Linked DNA regions of Mus musculus: regions 2, 3 and 4 are each linked to region 1. The links are chromatin contacts, called in public HiChIP or PLAC-seq and promoter capture Hi-C maps. All regions are on one chromosome and are shown on one strand. The core of a region is the stretch at or near the end of the contact, and the rest is flanking DNA. Distances in the headings are between cores, read along the strand shown. Region 1 holds the start of Ehd4 (EH-domain containing 4). Region 2 holds the start of Ltk (leukocyte tyrosine kinase). Region 3 holds the start of Tyro3 (TYRO3 protein tyrosine kinase 3). Region 4 holds the start of Lrrc57 (leucine rich repeat containing 57).

Region 1 (4,852 bases), core at 713-3,212:
TCTGGGAACTTCACATCCATCATGTGAAATTGAGAATCATTTTGTTAAGTCTGACTAAAACAAAAACCTGCTGAGGATTGCATTAAACGAATTGGGGAAAATTTTGTATCTTAATGTTGAGTCTTCTGGTCCACGAACAGGGTAGGTATGGGCAGTATGTTCAGGTCTCCATTTCTCTTAGAAATATATTTTGATTCTCAGCATATAGATCTGGTACATTTTATTTAGATTTAGCACTAAACATCTCTTTGTTTGGGTGCTATTCCAAGGCATGCAGATTTTCTACTTGAATGTCCAATTGTTGTTTCTAGCATGTAGATATATCTGGTTCTTGTAGCTAGAAACTTCACTAATAAGTTCACCTCCTAGAGACAGCAGCTTTTGGTCTGGATATACATAGTTTAGTGATTCTCCTACTAAAGGCCATCTTGGTTGTTTCCAAGTTTTAGTGACGAACAAAGCTGTCATAAACACCCTTGATGCCCTGCAGTGGCGGTGCATGCCTTTAATCCCAGCACTTGGGAGGCAGAGGCAGAGAGGCAGAGGCAGAGAGGCAGAGAGGCAGAGAGGCAGAGAGGCAGAGAGGCAGAGAAGCAGAGAGGCAGAGAGAGAGAGAGACAGAGAGAGAGGGGCAGAGAGAGAGGGGCAGAGAGAGAGAGAGAGGGGCAGAGAGAGAGGCAGAGAGAGAGAGGCAGAGAGAGAGAGAGGCAGAGAGAGACAGAGAGGCAGAGAGAGAGAGAGAGGCAGAGAGAGAGAGGCAGAGAGAGACAGAGAGGCAGAGAGAGACAGAGAGGCAGAGAAAGACAGAGAGGCAGAGAGAGACAGAGAGGCAGAGAGGCAGAGAGGCAGAGAGGCAGAGGCAGAGGCACAGGCACAGGCAGGCCGATTTCTGAGTTCGAGGCCAGCCTGGTCTACAGATGAGTTCCAGGACAGCCATGGCTACACAGAGAAACCCTGTCTTGAAAAATCAAAATAAAAGTAAAATAAAATAAAATAAAATAAAAATAAACAAATAAATAAAAAACCCAAACCAAACCAAACCCCACCACCACCACCACCAACAACAAAACCACCCTTGCTGCACTGGCAACACCTGAACGATCTTTAAAATGCAATTTTACAACTACTTGCTGAATCAGCTCTGCATTTCCACCAAGTTCAAGAAGTCATTCCCACACAATCTTTCTCCAAACTTTATGCAGACAAGAATCATCTGCAGGCATTTGTTGAGCTGCATCTCTCAACATTTTATTTGGTGGGTCTGTATCAAGAACTAGAGACCTGCATTTTAACAAGCCTCTTGGGTTATTCCTATGCAGCTGGCCTCATTGGCCACACTGAAAATGCGCTAACACTATTTCTCGCTTAGGATACACAGGTGATGGTCAATTATTTCTACTAGTGTCTAGCAGAAAGAGGCCTTTAATTGATCCAGAGTTGAATGGAGGCAGAAGTGTCTGCGCAAATAGATTGAAGTCCATTTTCTCTCCAATTTTTGCCAATTATATCGGTGAGCCTGAGTATCTTCGACAGTAGTAAACAGGGCAATAACCTGCCCCAGGAAAAGGAACTTGTCTGTCAACTTTCTGAGTTTTCTGTCCCCAGTATCCACGTCCGGAGACTTGGGATGAGTCGAGTTCCAGGAGGACAGCCTCCGGTGGTTCATTCTTGCCAGCTCAGACTTGCCCGGAAGCCAACGCCACCTGGCCAGAAGGATGTACCCGGGTAGACGCGCCTGTGTCACCCCGCCTGGACTACACCCTCTCCGGGATCAGCCCTCTAGACCGATGCCGTCATCAATAATTCAAGGATCGCCTTTCCATTGGCTAGAGCTTCCACCCAGTCGCTGGCAAACGCCCAATGAGGAAGGACCTGAGATCGCTGCTGAATAATGAGCGCGCGCCCGTGACGCAGCGGCTGATGATTGGTCGTTGCGGCAGGGGGCGGACCCAGGAGCGGGCGGCGGCGAGAGCTACTGTCGGGCACAGAGAGCGAGCGACGCGGGTTCTGGGGTTCTTACTGAAGTGCGGCGGCGGCGGCGGCAAGTTGTGGGGCGGCAGCATGTTCAGCTGGATGGGGCGGCAGGCTGGCGGGCGCGAGCGCTCGGGCGGCATGGACGCGGTGCAGACGGTGACGGGCGGCCTGCGCTCTCTGTACCAGCGCAAGGTGCTGCCGCTGGAGGAGGCGTACCGCTTCCACGAGTTTCACTCGCCAGCGCTGGAGGACGCCGACTTCGAAAACAAGCCCATGATCCTGCTGGTGGGCCAGTACAGCACGGGCAAGACCACGTTCATCAGGTAATTTGCCTCGTCGGCTCGCTACCCCTCCGCTAGCGCACGGCCTGCCCTCAGGTTACACTCCGAGCTTGGTGGCCCGTCGCCTTCCCGGGTCCCGTTTCCCAAGGCTCCCTCCCCTGAGACCGGCCCCCAGCGCGCTGCGAGCCCCTTCCTTGCTGTTGCCAAGGCCTTCCTTGAGCCTGTCACCCTGGCCTGGGAGTGCAGGAAAGGGAGAGAAGGCAAGGCTCATCATTAGTGCAACCTAGTGCTGAAAGTGATAATGAAGGAATGCGGCTCCTAGGTGGAGAGGTAACCTTCCAGCACAGTGAGAATGAATGAACGAACGAACGAATGAATGAATGAGTGAATGCCACAGTAGGAGTATTGCCATGCCCTAGGTGCCACGTTCCGCCACAGCGGCGGGGCTGCTATCATCCAGCTTTATGGTCTATAGGAAGTTAGCCTACAGTGTAGCTGCCTCACCAGCCTGTGGACTGAAGGGGAGTGTCAGGTTACTGTTTGCTAGTTTCCATTTCTTCACCCTTGACAAACTGAAAATATTTGTCACGGTCACTCTGTCTCCGGAAGCAATAACCGGCTTGCCCTGCAGTTCCAACCACACAGCTTCCTCTAGAGTGACTCGATGAGAAATAATTTACAATGAAACGGACTGCTTTTTAAATGAGGCGTCTATTTCCCTATCTTTGGGAAGAATCGACGTTCAAATCCTTATCAGACGAAGCAAAGTGACTGAACATTTAAGATCTGGATCCTGAGTTTTGGAATTAGAACACTCATCATCATTTGATGTTCAACAGGTGTTCAGAAAACTGCATCTGTCTTGGGGACATGCCATTTCTTTTAGGTATGACCTCCTTTTTTTCCCCTCCTGTGACCTAAAGAGTTCCAAAAAAATAGAAAAGTTGTCACTACAAGAAATATGTTAAATCCAGGCCTGTAGATACACTGTGAATGAACTCAACAAAGGCAATACACTGTAGTTTGAAATGTGAACGAAGAGAGGGGGAAAATAATGTTGAAATTATTTCATGTAATGCTTTTAAATTAGCTGAAAACAGTGTTGAATATGTTAACTCAGAAATGAACCTAGAAATATTACAGTAACTGACAGATGCAAAGGGCTAGTTGAGATGGTGCTTGCCTGTAATCCAAGGACTGGGGAAGCTGGATCATGGTTATTTTGCCTTCCAGGCCAGCCTGGGCTACATAACGCAATCTAGGATAACCCTGACTAGACAACAAAAGACCGTCTTCAAAACAACAGCAATAAGAACAGCAACAAAACCTAGGAAACAAAAACAAAATAAATGGCAAGCAGGTGGTACATTAAGGTCTTGGTAGTCGCAGTTGTGAATTATCAGGATAATATTACAGGAGTGAAGAGAGAACTTTTAAGCTTAGAGCAATAAGAGTATAGCATTTTAAAATGTACTGGTGGCAGATACACAGCAGTCCCACCATTTCCTCCTGTACGTGCCATGGGCCTCACGGTACCTATGCATAATTAGGGAGCCTTTCTTGATTCTGTACTGACCTAGCCTGAAGACAGTGCATTCCTCTGACTGTAGCCTGACTCGTAAACAAGCCTCAGGTAGGAGAGTACAACGCAATTCTCAGGAAGGTGGAGCAATCCTCTTTCCCCGCCTCATATTATTTTGTTATATTCTCATTCTTCTGTGCTTCAGTTTTGAGAAGCTTTGTGGGAGAGGGCTAAAAGGCAGGTTCTGAGATTTGACTCATGGCTCTACTTCTTTTTTTTTTTTTTTTTTTTTTTGGTTTTTCGAGACAGGGTTTCTCTGTATAGCCCTGGCTGTCCTGGAACTCACTTTGTAGACCAGACTGGCCTGGAACTCAGAAAGCCACCTGCCTCTGCCTCCTGAGTGCTGGGATTAAAGGTGTGCACCACCACGCTTGGCTTATGGCTATACTTCTTAAGCCCTTTTTAGAGCTGGAACTCAGTAGAAGCTGCAACCCAGGGAGGAATCACCTTAGCTGGGAGCTTGGGCCAGTGGCTTTGCTATTCCACAAAGGGCCCAAAGTGGACCTTGGGGTTAGAAGAAGATACTACAGACAGGAAGCTGGATGAATCTTCACTTGTGGCATCTGAAATTGGTTTTAGAGAGCAGTAGGGGGAAGTGATTGGTTTCCAGGAGGAAAACAGTAAACAGAGGGCACCTGTCCTGGAGACTTGGCACTTAGAGAGGTAAACAAAGGAGATGTCCATGAGAGCTGGCCTTCTTGGACCTTGCTTTAGTTAGGTCCTGGCTAGGGACCTGGGTGCTTTGCTTCTAGCTGGAAGTACTAAGTGTTCACAGAAACTTGGGGAAGGGGCTTATCTATGAAGTCACTTATTCTTTTCCATTTGACTAACACAGGAGCCACGGCATCATGGAGGGAAACATTCCTCTTTATTGTAAGCCATTCATCATAACCTTTGATTATGTGTCTTACTCCCACAAACTTTATTTTTCTCTCTTGTTTTGGAGAAAACAGAAGTCACATTATATGCGCTGGACCAGGACAGTCACAGAAGTGAGGCAGCTAAGTGTGTCCTT
Region 2 (4,545 bases), core at 647-3,146, 390 kb after region 1:
AGGAATTCCAGGTGCTTTGCTGGACATGACCTTATAAGAAGAGAGATGTTTAACCTGCATCATGGCCACTGTCGGCCTCAATGGTGGCAGAGGTGATGGTGGGGTTTGGTGGTGCTGGGACATGCAGGCCCAGAGCAGGGAGGGAGGAATCCTACTCCTGCCGGTCTCAGGACTGGATTTTCAGGGTTTGTGCATAGCTCGACCTCTCTCCCTCTCTCCCTCCCTCTCTCCAGCTCCAGGTTGGCTCCCCTGGTTGCAGAGGGCTCCTCAGCCCCACACACCACCAGTTCCTTTCTTTAGCTTATTAAAACAAAATTTTATCCATGAAAGAGAGTGATGGTGATATCTATAGAACTCAGTGGGTCATGAGTTCTCCATTTTTATAAAATCTACCGTAGCTAGAGTTAGTATTAGATACTCAGAATTTACTAATTAGCTAGTTACCTGATAGGCCCAGCTTCAGTTTTTAGAAGTAAAAACATCTTTAGCGTTTAGGCTTCAGTCATTGACTTAGTTTTTTGGGTTTTTTTAAGTCCAGTATGTGTTTATTGGGATGGTTCTTCCCTTAGTTGCCTCCTCCCAAAGAAACTCCTCCTGTAACCTTTGCTTTCCCCCTTGGAGGCCGGCAGAGGGCAGGGAGTCAGGCAACCCACAAGACCATTATTTGTGCAGTGCTAATGACCCTGGTGGGATTTTAGCCTCCTGGGTGGTTTATACCCATGGATTAGAAATTAGGAACCTTGAGGGGAGAGGCTGGGGGTGGGGCGCTGAACAAATAAATTAATTAAAAAAAAGAAATTTGCACTCTTCTACAGATAGCTGAGATCCTTTGCAAAAGATTTATTCTGGTAGGAAGATTTTGTTTTTGTTTTGAGGGGACTCATAGCAATCCTGCTGCTTCAGCCTTCCAAGTGCAGGAATTACAGGCATGAGCCACCATGCCTGGCTTAACATTAGCATTTTGAACAAAAGATAAAGGACACAATACACAAAACTATCCTTCCATGTGATTTTGCAGTTGGTGGCCTGTGGCTGAGCCACTCTGCATTGCCTGGGAATGCTAGCACTTGAATCTTCTGACATCTTTTTTTTTTTTTTTCTCTTTCAGAGACAGGGTTTCTCTGTGTACCCCTGGCTGTCTTGGCACTCACTTTGTAGACCAGGCTGGCCTCGAACTCAGAAATCTGCCTCTGCCTCCCAAGTGCTGGGATCATAGGCATGCGCCACCACCACCCGGCTTCTGACATCTTTTTAACATATCTATTAGCTTTTTGAGAGGAAGTCTCATGTAAGTCCAGGCTGGCATCCAGTTTGAAAGCAGAAGATAACACTGAACTTGGGGTCCCATCTCCACTTGGCAGGTGCTGGGTTACAAATGTGAGCAACACTGTCCACATTTTTCAACACCTTATCCAGTCATGGCAGTAAGAAATTGTCCACAGGAACAGTGTGCAACAAACTCAGAAAGTCATGATTCTGAGGTACTGGGATGTCCTGCCTCATGGTCAGAAAGGGACACAGCAATGGCAAGCAATAATGCCTTATGGGGGACAGTTTAGTCGCCATCACCCAGGAGGCAGAGGCAGGTGGATTTTTGGAGGCTCTACATACTTCCCATGTGTGATCATGCACTTAAACTAACACTGACACCAATAAAGCCATTCACTATTGATGCTATCCTGAGACCCACAAAAGCTACTGCCATGTACTAGGTGCTGTCCAGCCTATCACAAAGGTATAATGTAGAGTCAACTTTTTCTCCTACCAGGAACTCACTAGTTTGTTGGTGTGCCATAGGTGGGGACTAGAGCCCTTCAGCTCAGCAAGGCTCCTCCCAGAAGCCTGGGGACCTCGCTGTCCTCATGCTCCGCCTTTTCCTTCTATTTCCCGGGTCTGACGTGAGTGTATACAGGCCAGTTGGAAGTCGGCAGGGTAGTGGTGATAGCTCTGAGACTGCTGACACGCCTATAAACTGCAGCTAGGGAATCGAGTTCTCAACCATCATCCTTTGCTGGAACCAAGGGATTGGGCGATGGGCTGCTCCCACCGGCTGCTGCTGTGGCTGGGAGCTGCTGGTAAGTGCTGTTTGGTGGTCAGGGTACCAGCCAACCAGAGACAACTAGATTTGGGGCTGCATTAGCAACAGACCAGGTCTCAATGGTTCCTTCTAAGGTGGCCTTGTGCTTTTAGAGTACAGCAAGAAAGGTGCGGAGCACGTCCGAATCTAAGAATCAGATGGGGCCTTGGCACTACTTGGGAGGAAGCTAGAGAGAGGAGAGGTGGTGGGGTGCTGTACAACAGAGAGCGGTGCAGCCCCCAAGTCACTCCATGAGAGCTCTGGAATGATATATGTAGACATATATGTATATATATATATATATATATATGTATATATATATATATGTATATATGTAGATATATGTATATGTCATGATATATGTAGACACCTTGCAAGGCTTGGGAAACCCGGTTGGGTGGTAGGTGTCTAGCTTCAGCCTCTGTATGCACCAGCTGGGCGGCATTCGGGGTGTGGCTGGAAGCAGGGTACTGCTGAGTGGCTATCCATCTCTTATGTCTCCCCTGTCACATTCTGCATCATCTAACCCTTCTTCCTGTCACCTTTCAGGAACTATTCTTTGCTCCAACTCGGAGTTCCAGACACCTTTTCTAACACCTTCGCTTTTGCCGGTGCTGGTACTCAATTCCCAGGAGCAGAAAGTCACCCCCACACCCAGTAAATTGGAGCCAGCTTCCCTCCCAAATCCTCTAGGTGAGTTTCAGGCTCCTCCCTTTTCTTGGTTCACCATCTCCAGATCCCTAGGCCTGGAGAGGAACTTTTTCCTTCTCCCTTTGTACCTAGGCACACGGGGGCCTTGGGTGTTTAACACCTGTGGCGCCAGCGGCAGGAGCGGACCCACACAAACACAGTGCGATGGGGCATACACAGGAAGCAGCGTGATGGTGACAGTGGGGGCTGCCGGGCCGCTCAAAGGCGTGCAGCTGTGGCGGGTGCCAGACACAGGCCAGTATCTGTAAGTGCCCAGCAGGAAGAGGGTGGCAATCACCTCTTAGGCTGAGGTTCTACAGACCAGGGAAGTTATCTTAAAACATTCCGCAGAGAAGTCTAGTGTCAGTCACTTCGATTGTCTGTCCTCCTCCTAAGTTAACCATCGTCAGGACGGCCGCCCAATCAACGGTGGCTGAAGATGGGGCTGGATGATTCCAGCCATCTCCGTTAACGCTCTTGAAATACTCGTGGAACCCAACCCAAAACTCGGTTCTTCCCCATCCCTTCACAGTCCATCTAAGTCCCTTAGGAAGAAGCTTTCCGGCCACGGGTTCCCGACCTTGAGCCGCCGCCTGGTCCAGGACCGAGGCGCCTAGGACTGAGACGCGGACCGGTGCTCTCTCCTCCTGCAGGATCTCCGCCTACGGAGCGGCGGGCGGCAAGGGCGCCCAAAACCACCTGTCACGGGCGCACGGCATCTTCCTCTCAGCAGTCTTCTTCCTCCGTCGCGGGGAGCCGGTGTACATCCTTGTGGGGCAGCAGGGCCAGGACGCCTGTCCCGGAGTAAGCGGGGCGAGTGGGACAGGGGCGCCCGGTCCGAGAGCTGGGGGAGGAGAGAGTCCCTGGTCACGCAGCATTTCACCTTGGTGCCACCCAGGGGAGCCCTGAGAGCCAACTCGTCTGTCTGGGAGAGTCTGGGGAGCATGCAACCACCTATGGGACCGAAAGGATCCCAGGCTGGAGACGCTGGGCCGGCGGGGGCGGGGGTGGCGGAGGCGCCACCTCCATCTTCCGGGTAGGTGCACCGGGTGCTGTCGCCTCGACCCCCAGCTGGGTAGCCCAGGCTCCGCTCTCCCTCTGGGTTCCCCGGGCTCAGGACCCGGGTGCGGCCCCTGACCGGCCACTGGCCCCATAGCTGCGCGCGGGGGAGCCAGAGCCGCTGCTGGTGGCGGCGGGAGGCGGCGGGAGGTCCTACCGGAGGCGACCTGACCGCGGCCGGACTCAGGCCGTCCCCGAGAGGCTGGAGACCCGCGCGGCGGCGCCGGGCAGCGGCGGGAGAGGAGGCGCGGCAGGTGAGCGCTCCGCCCGGCGGGGAGAGGCGGGGAGAGGCGAGCGGCTCCGCAACGCCACTGCTCGTCGCTTGCTGTCGCTTCGCAGGTGGAGGGAGCGGCTGGACGTCGCGAGCCCACTCTCCGCAGGCCGGACGCTCGCCGCGGGAAGGGGCCGAGGGCGGCGAGGGCTGCGCGGAGGCCTGGGCTGCGCTCCGCTGGGCTGCGGCGGGAGGCTTCGGGGGCGGCGGCGGGGCCTGCGCGGCGGGCGGCGGTGGCGGCGGCTACCGGGGTAGGTGCACCCGTTGGGAGGGTTAGTCGGACAGCCCGGGTGATGTGACGGTAGAGCCTAAGAACCTGGCCTGAGCTTTCCAGAGGATAGATGGGGAATGCCCCACTCTCCACTGTGCCAGGCCCCAGCAGGTGCTCTTACAAAGGAGGTCTGACCAGGTCAGGCCTGGGCGGGGTGGCACACTCGCCTGCAGCGCG
Region 3 (4,858 bases), core at 319-2,818, 360 kb after region 1:
TCCCCTGAAGTGGAGAACATATGGCTACAAAACCACGTCAGATCAAACACATGGCAGCCTTCCTGGCAGCCGCCTGCTCTATTAATACCTGAATGTGTGCTGGGGCGGGTGCTAGGAAGACGGGAGGCAGAAGGGAGGGGTGGGGCCCTAAGCAGAAGCCCCAAGACCCCGGAGCTACTGTGGCATCAACAGGGCCCACTTATTAAAATCTTACCCTCTTCAGGCAAGGGTAGACACACACAAACACACGCCCACACACACACACCCTCCTGGCATGTATTAAACAGATGGGCAGGTGAAGAATCTGCATAAAGGAAATCCAGACCTGTTCTTTCTGCTCCTTACTGTGTAACCCTAGGTAAATTCCTGGGCTCTCTGAGCATCTGATACGCACCTCGGAGCCTGCATATACTTTCCACTCTTTAGCTTCCTTTCCTTTCAAGGCTAATGTGGCAAAGAACTCAGTTTTTAAGAAATGCTTGTTGGATGGCTGCTGCCGGGGGAGGGGGGGGGCGCCTGTCTCTCTACCCTTCCCACTCACCCTCACAGGACAAGGAGACATAGCTTCACACCCCTCTGCACCCTGATGTGTGCGTGTGAACTTGAAGGCAAAGGTGCTGCCCTCCTGCCTCGGGGAAATGCCTCTGTGGCTGTGTGGCAACGTAAAGCTAATCTTCACAAGAAGCAGTAACCTTCACCCAACCCAAGCTACTCAACATTCGGGTTTCCGGGAGCGCCAAGGGCCACAGGAACTAGAGTACGGGCAGAGGTATTTTAGAATCCAGCACCTTCACAACCCTGGGTGCTCAAACCCAGATCCTGTAGTTTCAAAGTGGGACCTCGGGGGTGTGCGGAAGGCAGAATGGGTCCTTAGGACTGGGGAAAAGGGAGCAGACTACTAGGAACATAGAGGCGGGAAAATACAGTCCTAAGCACCCCCGACTGCCCACACCCCCCACTCCCTTCCTTTGCACCCAGCCAGCCCCGGGCGCGAGAAAGTTGGGGGCGGGGGCCGCGGCCGGAGGTCTGGCAGCCAACACCCGCTGCGTCCTAGTCTCGGCCTTCCAGCCCCGGCCACCGACCCCAACCTCTGGCCGGCCCAGGCCCGGGTCTCGCCCGCTGCCGTCCCCGGGCTGCGCCCCTCAGTCGTGCGGCTCAGCAGCCCCCCGCTTCCCGCCGCCTCCCGGGCCACCCCTACCTGCGGCCGCAGACCCGGGGAGCAGCAGAGAAGCCAGTCCCGCCAGCAGCAGCGGCCGGAGCCCCGGCCACCCCATGCTCCGCCTCAGCGCCATCGGCGGCGACGCCGCACCATGCCGGGCCCGGCCCGCGAGCGCAGAGAGGAGGGTGGCGGAGGAGGGGCGGGAGGCCCGCGGGAGGGGCGGGGGGCGGCGCTCGGCCCGGGCGTCCCGGACCCGCGGCCGCCTAGAGCCGCGGCCACCGCCGTCAGCAGCGAGGAGTCCCCGGGGCTGCGGCTGGGCCACCGCGCTCCTTCCACAGCCGCCGCCGCCGCCGCCGCTGATTCATGTTCTTCTGCGAGCCGCCGCCTCCTCCCGGCCCGCCCGCCCGCCCTCCGCGGAGCTCGTGCCGCCCTCCCCCTCCCCCGCGCAGCCCCGGTGGCGAGAGCCGAGCGCTAACCTCAGCCCTTACCGCCCGACCTCCCGCCCACCTCCAGAAGGCGCAGCGGGACCCGCGCCCTGGCCACTCCGCTGCCGCTGCGGAGGACCTGCCTCGCTCCCTGGACAGGCACCCGGCCACGCCCCTCCTTCCCCAAATACTTTCCAGTCTCCAGCGGGGCACCCCATCCTCTCCTCAGAACCCCTCTTGGAAGCTCCTGCCACACCCCAACACTGTTCTAAATCCTGACCTCAGACTCCGACACAGCCCTCTCAGAACACAAAGCACCTACTAGACACAGCAACCCTCAGGTGTCCCCAAGACGGCTGGAACAGCTCCCCGAGAAACTACTAGCATCCCTGTACCTCTTTGCTTGAGCTTTTCACCCAGTTTTTTTTTTCTTTTTCGATCTTTGTAGCCTACCTTTAATCGCCAAGTATTCTCCTATCGAAAGACCATTCTCCCCAGCCCATCTTCCCAGAGTGTTTTCCAGTTTGTCGTCCATCTAGAGTTTTCCAAGATCTGTTTCGTAATTCTTAGGTGTCCATCCCCACTGCTAGCCTACGAAGGCCAAAGCAAAATCACCGTGATTTTCGAGGGTATCATTCTTCTTTCTTGCTTCCTCTTTCCACCCCTCCACTTCTGGGACATAGTGTGAACATTGGCATTGTCTTCATACTAGCTAGTGAAACATCTGCTATTATTAGTAGACCACCTTGCGCACAGTAGGCACTCCATAAATAAATAGGCAGATCCTTGTTAAAAGAATGAATAATTGCCTGCTCCACAACCAGTAATCACTGGAGGTGGCCTGCCCACAGACATCCTGTCAGGAAGATGCAGAGCTGGTTCCAAATCGCACCTGCCAAGTCCTCCTCTTGTCCTCACCTCTTCTTGGCCCCTGGAGGACAACCCACAACAGGCGCTTTCCAGGGGTCCTGGATGGGGAGAAAGAACTAGCCAGTGAGACGTCCCATACTCACTGGATCTTTCCAGGGATTCTCCTGAGCAGCAGGAGCCTCCCTCTTCCTCCACTTGGCCCACCAGTGCTTGTTTATTAATTATCTTAATGATAACAGCAGTGCTGGCGGCAGCCGCAGACCCAGCTGGGGGCGCCCCCAGGCGGCAGGATAGGAAGACTCTTGGCAAGTCTGGTCAACAGTTGGATCGGAGGGGCCTGACTTCCTGCTGAGCGCTCTGCCAATTTTCTTGGGAACTCTAGGATGGCTCCAGGACGCTTTCCTGAAGGGGGAAAAAAGAAAAGAAAAGCACACAAGCTTGCTCTTTTCCAGAGCTTTGGAATTTTGAGTGTCAGACAGTCTGGAACGGAAGCCAGAACTGTTCTACGCTGTCTCCAGTAAAGGGGACCCTTCTCTTTATTTCAATTAACCTGGCACAGAGTATTCCCGGAAGATGTTCAATCTAGAGACCAAACACAGCTTCTACTTCCTGTTCTTCACTCCTGAGCTGATATGGAATTCTAGCCCAAGGGTTTATACTTTGTTATCAGTTAAACTGGCTCCTTAGGCAAGTCATGGAGGTGGCTTTCCGCATTCTAACTAAGCCTGAGACACATCACCATCCTGCTAGAAAATATGTCTGCTTTCCCTGAAGGGAAATCCCACCTCACTTTCCCCGAAGGACATCCTGGTTCCATGTTATCTTCCTAATTTCATTTCAGTATCCGCCCTGGCTCTCAGTATTTCTACTTACAGGGCCAAAGTGGCAGGCAGAAACCTGTGGGGTGCTGATCTGCCTTGCCTTTTTATCTGCTATACAGGAGTGGTTCGTTTCTTAGTTCTTAAACCCACTCAGCGCCTCTCTCTCTCTCTCTCTCTCTCTCTCTCTCTCTCTCTCTCTCTCTCTCTCCTCTCTCCTCTCTCCTCTCTCGGCATAGCATAGGAATGTGCTTCTAGGGTATGTGAGCAGGTGTGATTTTTGTGGAAGAGATGTGTAGGTGGGTGAGAGGGTGTGCATTGTGATGTATGAGGGAGGGTGTGCATTTGTGCAAATTCTAAATGTGACTGACGCTCTGTGGGTGGATGGGAAGAAAGTGTGTTCTTGTGTGTATGTCTGTGTGTGTGTGTGACTGGAGGAGGATGGCTGCCTGTGCAAATGCATGCCTGCAAAAGTTCCCTTCCTTCTGTAAATGCATTGCTTGGAGGGAAGGTAATCAGATCAGCAGGAAATGTTAGCTGACCTAACAGAGAAGCAGCTGTCCCTGGAGTTCCTGTCCTCCAGACGGAACCAGAGCCAGCTCTATCTATCTCAGGGGAGGAACATGCTATTGTATGGCTAAAGACATGCTGTGAAAGGAGGGGCTAGTGGCAGACTCATATTGTGGACAGGTCAAAGTTAGACCATAGCATCTCCTTACTCTGTTAAATGGTAAAAATTGGGACTAGAGAAATGGCTCAATGGTTAGGTGCACTGTTGCTCTTGCAGTAGACTCCCTCCTTTGATTTCCAGATCCCACGTGATAGTTCACAACAATCTATAACTCTAGTTTCAGGGGATCTAACATCCACATCTGACCTCGTCAGGCACCAGGCACACACATGACATGACACACATATGTGCAGACAACACCCTTACACACATGACTGCTCACAGAAGCAGGACACCTGATGCCATTTCCAGCATCCCAAGAAACAGCTATTTCAGCTTCTTTAGATTTGAGGCCGCTCTCCCCACAAGGAAGAGGAAGCAAGGTGAGCTATGGGGCACGACACCCTGACCCAAGTACCCGTTCTTCCCCAAACCACTGGCTCATGAGGGTTGGCAGGTCCCACTCAAGGGGTGAGGAAGATCATAGACTATGGTCCTTATCTTCTTATAGGCAAATGTTGTTGCTTTGGGGGCTTCATAGGGAAAATAATGCCTATAGTTGAACTTCAAGTGTGCTAGAAACTGTTGCTATGCCTACCAAATGCTAAGCAGGAGATCATGCCACTCCTTGCCCCACAGAAAATGAAGCAGAAAGGTATATTCCCAAAGGCGACTAGACGTTCCCTAACAACCTTGGGGGAAGCCTCAAATAATCAGACTTCTCCCCAGAACAGATTTAGAAATAAAAAGAGAGAGGGTACATATTTGGGCTTTCTGAAAGGGGTTAGGTCCAAACGTGGAAAAAAAGAGAGATGACTCAGTGTTAAGAACACTTGTGGGCTGGAAAGATGGCTCAGTGGTTAAGAGCACTGACTGCCCTTCTGGAGGTCCTGAGTTCAAATCCCAGCAACCACAT
Region 4 (4,408 bases), core at 1,817-4,316, 450 kb before region 1:
ATTTCAGCTTGAATATCTGAGATCTGTTGTAATCTGGAAAAGTTCACAAAGCAAGGAGCCATTTTCTTAGATACATCTAACATCTCCTATGGTAAATAATCAGGGAAAGCATAGAAGTTTCAAAGTTAGCACACCGAGATACAACACAAGGGACTAAAACGATAGTATGTTCACAGCTGCAGCTAACATAAAGAACATATTAAAATCTGTTTTTATTTTTGATGAGGACTCATGCAGCCCAAGCTAGCCTTGAGCTTGCTGTACAGCCAAGGATGTCCTACAACTTCTAACCTTCACACCTCTATTTTCTAAGTGAACAGCATAACACCATGTTTGTGTGTATGTGTGTGTGTGCACAAGACAGACAGACAGACAGACAGACAGATACACACATATGCAGAGAGAGAGAGAGAGGGAGAGAGAATGTTTTGCATATCTGTGTGCTGATATTAAAGGGATGTCCCACCAGTGCCCAGCTGGATTAAATTTTTGATGGTCATAGTGTCACTCTCCATGATCCATCTGTCCTCTGTACTGGCCAGATAGGATAGTTAAAAGGAAATGTGTTGTAAACAACCACCCCTGCATCTTTTAGGTCCTTGGTTGTGTTGCTAATTTCTGCAATTCCTCCTAGGATGTAATACTGTCTTTGATTCACTATTTTTCCTGGTAGAGGCAACTTCGATGTCTTCCATTTGGCCTTTCAAAACATAATAGCCCTCACTCCACAAGTCAGGAAACCAATATGGGAATTCTGCCGACTTCTAAGTATATTTATCCCAAATATACATTCTGGAACTGGGGAAATAACTACAGGATAAGTTTGGGAACTCAATGGACCTAACAGTGAGTTGGACTTCAGCCAAAACTCCATTAATCACCTGACCTCCATAAGCATTTAATTTTTGGGCTCATGCTTCCATAAGTTAAGAGTCTATGAGTCTATGACTATCTTGACAGACAGCATGGTTGCAGACAGAAATAGCATGGGAGAAGAAGCTGAGAACTTACGTGTTGAGAGATAAGCATGAGGCCAAAAGAGCCTCCAAGCCCACGCTCAAAGACAAACATCCTCCACCAAGACCACATTTCCTAATATTTCCCAAACAGGTGAAATCCTTCCATCAAATGGGTACTAGGTATTCAAATATATGAGTCTATAGAGGCCATTTTCACTCAAAGCACTACAGTATACATATGATTAAAATCAGATGCTATAGGAAGGAACATGGACACTAGAAGAAAAGAATGTTTGACCTAATCTATCAACCAAAGTAGAGAAACAGGACTGGAAAGAAAGCTGGCTTGGCATTTAAGAGCATTTGTTGTTCTTGCAGAGGACCCAGGTTCAATTCCCAGCAACCACATGGGGGCTTACTCCAGTTCCATGGGGATCCAATGCTTTCTTCTGACCTCCATGGGCAACAGGCATGCACATGATACACATACATTCATATATATATAATAATCATTTACAAAATAAATATATCTTAAAAAAAAAAAGAGTAGAGAACCACTCAAACCATGCCTGTATGTAAACAATTCCTTCCTTTAGAGCTCAGGCTATAACCTGGGACCTTTGTAGTGTTCTGCTTTCAATCTTGATGCTATATCTCTCTATATTCTGTGTTATTCCTTCCCTCAGAATAAAGCTGTTTTCAATTCTTTAGATAAGAGGCCAGGAACCTAAATCTTTCTAGCCCAGACCCCAATAGTAACATAGATTGGGTTAGACTAGCTAGCCAGCAAGCCCCACCTGTATCTGGCCCCTAGCTCTAGGACACGCACCATCACATACTGCTTTTACTTGGGCGTTAGGGATCTAAATTCAGCCCTCCATATGGTTGACACGAGAGACTTGGGAGTCTTAGGAGCTGGAAGCAGGAAGATGGCTCAGTGTTCAAGGCTAGCCTAGGATAGAGTGAGGACACCTCTCCATTAAAAAAAAGGAAACACCTAAAAAGACTAAAAAATCTTCCAGTATCTCTCAGCAAGCTGGAAGAATTAGATCCCATTACCCTCTCCTCTTTGCCATATCATCTTATAAAGTGAGTTAACAGCCAGGCATGGCGGTACACACCTGTAATGCCAGGGATAGTGAGTTACAGACCATCTAGGGCTACACAGCAAGACTCGGTCTCTAAATAAATAGTGCTAAAATAATAAGGGTGAACTGTGATGGCATTACGCTGTGAAAGATTTTGGCCTTTTCTTGGAGGCCCAGCATTGCTTCATACATCACCTGGTTGCTATGAGAACAAAGTTAAGCCCCCAGCCCACAGGAACAAGGTCCGGATGCCCTTTGGCTGACATGTAATCTTACTGTTAATGTTTGAATGACCCAATCCCATACCTTTGTTAAAATTCCTCGCATCCCTATCCCTTTTTCTTTTACAAAAACCCCTAGCTCTGGAGACTCGGGGTCGACTCCCCTGCCTCCTGTGTGAGGTACGTGTCGGCCCAGAGCTCTGCCAATAAAGCCTCGTGTGTATTGCAACAAGAAGGATTCTTGTGTGTTCGTGGGTGCACCCTATCCCTGGACTAGAGTAGGAGTCCCCATATCGGGGGTCCTACAGAAGAACTGTATTAAAGGGTCGCAGCCTTAGGAACACTTGTTCTAGAGGTAGTGTCACTGGAAGAAAAAAAAAGTGGAGCGCTGTTCCATCTCCCACAAACCGTCCTGGGATAACCCGCAGGCACTCAAAACAGAGTGCTCAGTCACTCAGTGCACCAGCCACTCAGTCCCTCACACTCGAAGAACCCACGGGAGTATGGTCACAGTCCTCAGCTGGCTCACTCACGCCCGCATAACCAGGACCACCACCTCACAGCAGAATTCTGTCGCCACCTTGATGACGCCATCGCCGCCCCCACGTACCTTAGTGACTATGCCCGAAGCTACCAAGTGGTTTAGCAGTAACCCAGCTGCAGTCTGCGAGGACGCTGGGTCCCACGGGTTGGCGGCCGCCATGGCTTCCGCACACCTCTGGAACTGGCGCGAGGAGTGAGGGGCAACACCGCGAACAGGCGCGCGGTTTGATGATGTCACAGGGCGTTCCTGCCCGGGCGGAAGCCCTGGGAGCGCGTCTCAGGCGAGCGCGGGTCCCCGGTGTTCCCTGGCGGAGTCTTCTTTGCACTGAGCGGTAGGAGGCGAGTCTCAAGCTCCCTGTTCCGGCAGCAGCTATCGGAGGCTCCCTGGCCCTTAGCTCTGCTGCCAAAGCATCAGGACCTTGTGGTAGCGCTGCCTGCTCGCCTGTTTTCTCCTTGCCACTCTTGGGCTGGCCCCAGGGAAGTAGGGATAGGCAGAAGGTGACAATTGGGACAGGAGACCCAAACGGGAGATTTAGCGACGACTGTATGTCTAGACTAGGCGGTGACAGCTATGCTTCTTTTCCTGCAGGGAACTGAGCCGTGGCGCTAGGATGGGTAACAGTGCTCTCCGTGCTCATGTGGAAACAGCGCAGAAAACTGGTGTCTTTCAGCTTAAAGACCGTGGTCTGACCGAGGTGAGACCTGAGGGGACCGGACCAAGAAACTAAAAGGGCTAGGGTTGGCGGGGTGGCGAAGACTATTGGTGCAGGATTTTTCCAAACTGTGAGCTCCTTTCTCCAGTTCCCCTCAGAGTTGCAGAAGCTGACAAGCAATCTTAGGACCATCGATTTATCCAACAACAAGATTGACAGCCTACCGCCTCTGATAATAGGAAAGTTCACTCTGCTAAAGAGCCTCTCCCTCAACAACAACAAACTGAGTATGGAATTTGTGTCTGGGCAGCTTTTGCTAGTAATCAGCAGTTATGAAGGGTGTTTTTCCTGTTAGATGATTTTTGTTATGAAATCATTTTAGGGGATGCAGAATGTTAGAGTATTGAAGCTTTAATCTCTTGTAATTAAATATAAAAGCCTCTTTGGGTGGTATAATGATTATTACTAGGTTAATTTGGACCTGGAAGACCTTTGGGAATCGATATAAACAGTTATCTAATTTCGGGGCAGGGTGGAATGGGAGGATCTTTTAAACTCCCTCAGATCGTTTTTAGAATACAGCTAAGCAAAAGGAACCCCTTACACACATACACAATTTTCTGCATTTTGATGGCTTCTTAACCTCCCAAACAGTTTGTGAAACCTAAACATGACCTGTGAGAATTCTATGTAAGAAGCCAGACCTGGTGACTTAGACCTACAGTAGCCCCAGCTACTCAGAGGTTGAGGCAGAAAGATCTTAATTTCAAGGCTATCCTAGACAACTTAATGAGATCCTGTCTCAAAAACAAGATGAAGCAGGCTACCATACTGTCTTTTTATAAATGTCATTAATTCTATCGGATTTGTTTTTTAATTTCTTCTTCACCAGCTGTTCTACCTGATGAATTATGCAATCTGAAAAAACTAGAGACACTAAGTCT

The links. Promoter capture Hi-C pulls out the DNA fragments that hold promoters and counts their contacts. HiChIP or PLAC-seq counts read pairs in DNA pulled down with a chosen protein or histone mark.
Region 2: a contact with region 1 is called in a promoter capture Hi-C map of the HPC-7 cell line. The contact joins the promoter of Ltk here to the promoter of Ehd4 in region 1. A contact is called at or near these places in 7 of 39 promoter capture datasets (the C10 cell line, the HPC-7 cell line, cranial neural crest and 4 more) and 2 of 115 datasets of contacts at active chromatin or transcription factors (large pre-B cells and pancreatic cancer cells).
Region 3: a contact with region 1 is called in an H3K27ac HiChIP or PLAC-seq map of microglia, with 5 times the contacts expected there. The contact joins the promoter of Tyro3 here to the promoter of Ehd4 in region 1. A contact is called at or near these places in 2 of 39 promoter capture datasets (erythroid cells and pre-B cells), 5 of 484 Hi-C or Micro-C datasets (B cells, embryonic stem cells and uterus), 7 of 115 datasets of contacts at active chromatin or transcription factors (the NIH/3T3 cell line, embryonic stem cells, large pre-B cells and 2 more) and 1 of 9 other capture datasets (adipose tissue).
Region 4: a contact with region 1 is called in a promoter capture Hi-C map of pre-B cells, with 2.4 times the contacts expected there. The contact joins the promoter of Lrrc57 here to the promoter of Ehd4 in region 1. A contact is called at or near these places in 1 of 39 promoter capture datasets (pre-B cells), 1 of 484 Hi-C or Micro-C datasets (B cells), 1 of 115 datasets of contacts at active chromatin or transcription factors (effector CD8 T cells) and 1 of 9 other capture datasets (adipose tissue).

Annotation. Positions count from the first base shown.
Region 1 is chr2:120,151,685-120,156,536 of GRCm38.p6, reverse strand. It overlaps Ehd4 (EH-domain containing 4), which reads left to right and starts at 1,962. Exons shown (of 6, transcript NM_133838.4): 1 at 1,962-2,297. The coding sequence starts at 2,062.
Region 2 is chr2:119,757,782-119,762,326 of GRCm38.p6, reverse strand. It overlaps Ltk (leukocyte tyrosine kinase), which reads left to right and starts at 1,896. Exons shown (of 20, transcript NM_203345.2): 1 at 1,896-2,075; 2 at 2,627-2,770; 3 at 2,861-3,032; 4 at 3,421-3,571; 5 at 3,666-3,803; 6 at 3,924-4,080; 7 at 4,166-4,348. The coding sequence starts at 2,033.
Region 3 is chr2:119,796,224-119,801,081 of GRCm38.p6, reverse strand. Tyro3 (TYRO3 protein tyrosine kinase 3) reads right to left here and starts at 1,568. Exons shown (of 19, transcript NM_019392.2): 1 at 1,199-1,568. The coding sequence starts at 1,292.
Region 4 is chr2:120,608,016-120,612,423 of GRCm38.p6, reverse strand. It overlaps Lrrc57 (leucine rich repeat containing 57), which reads left to right and starts at 3,066. Exons shown (of 6, transcript NM_001159612.1): 1 at 3,066-3,309; 2 at 3,401-3,506; 3 at 3,613-3,751; 4 at 4,357-4,408. The coding sequence starts at 3,423. Haus2 (HAUS augmin-like complex, subunit 2) reads right to left here and starts at 3,042. Exons shown (of 6, transcript NM_025475.3): 1 at 2,879-3,042; 2 at 1-86. The coding sequence starts at 2,971.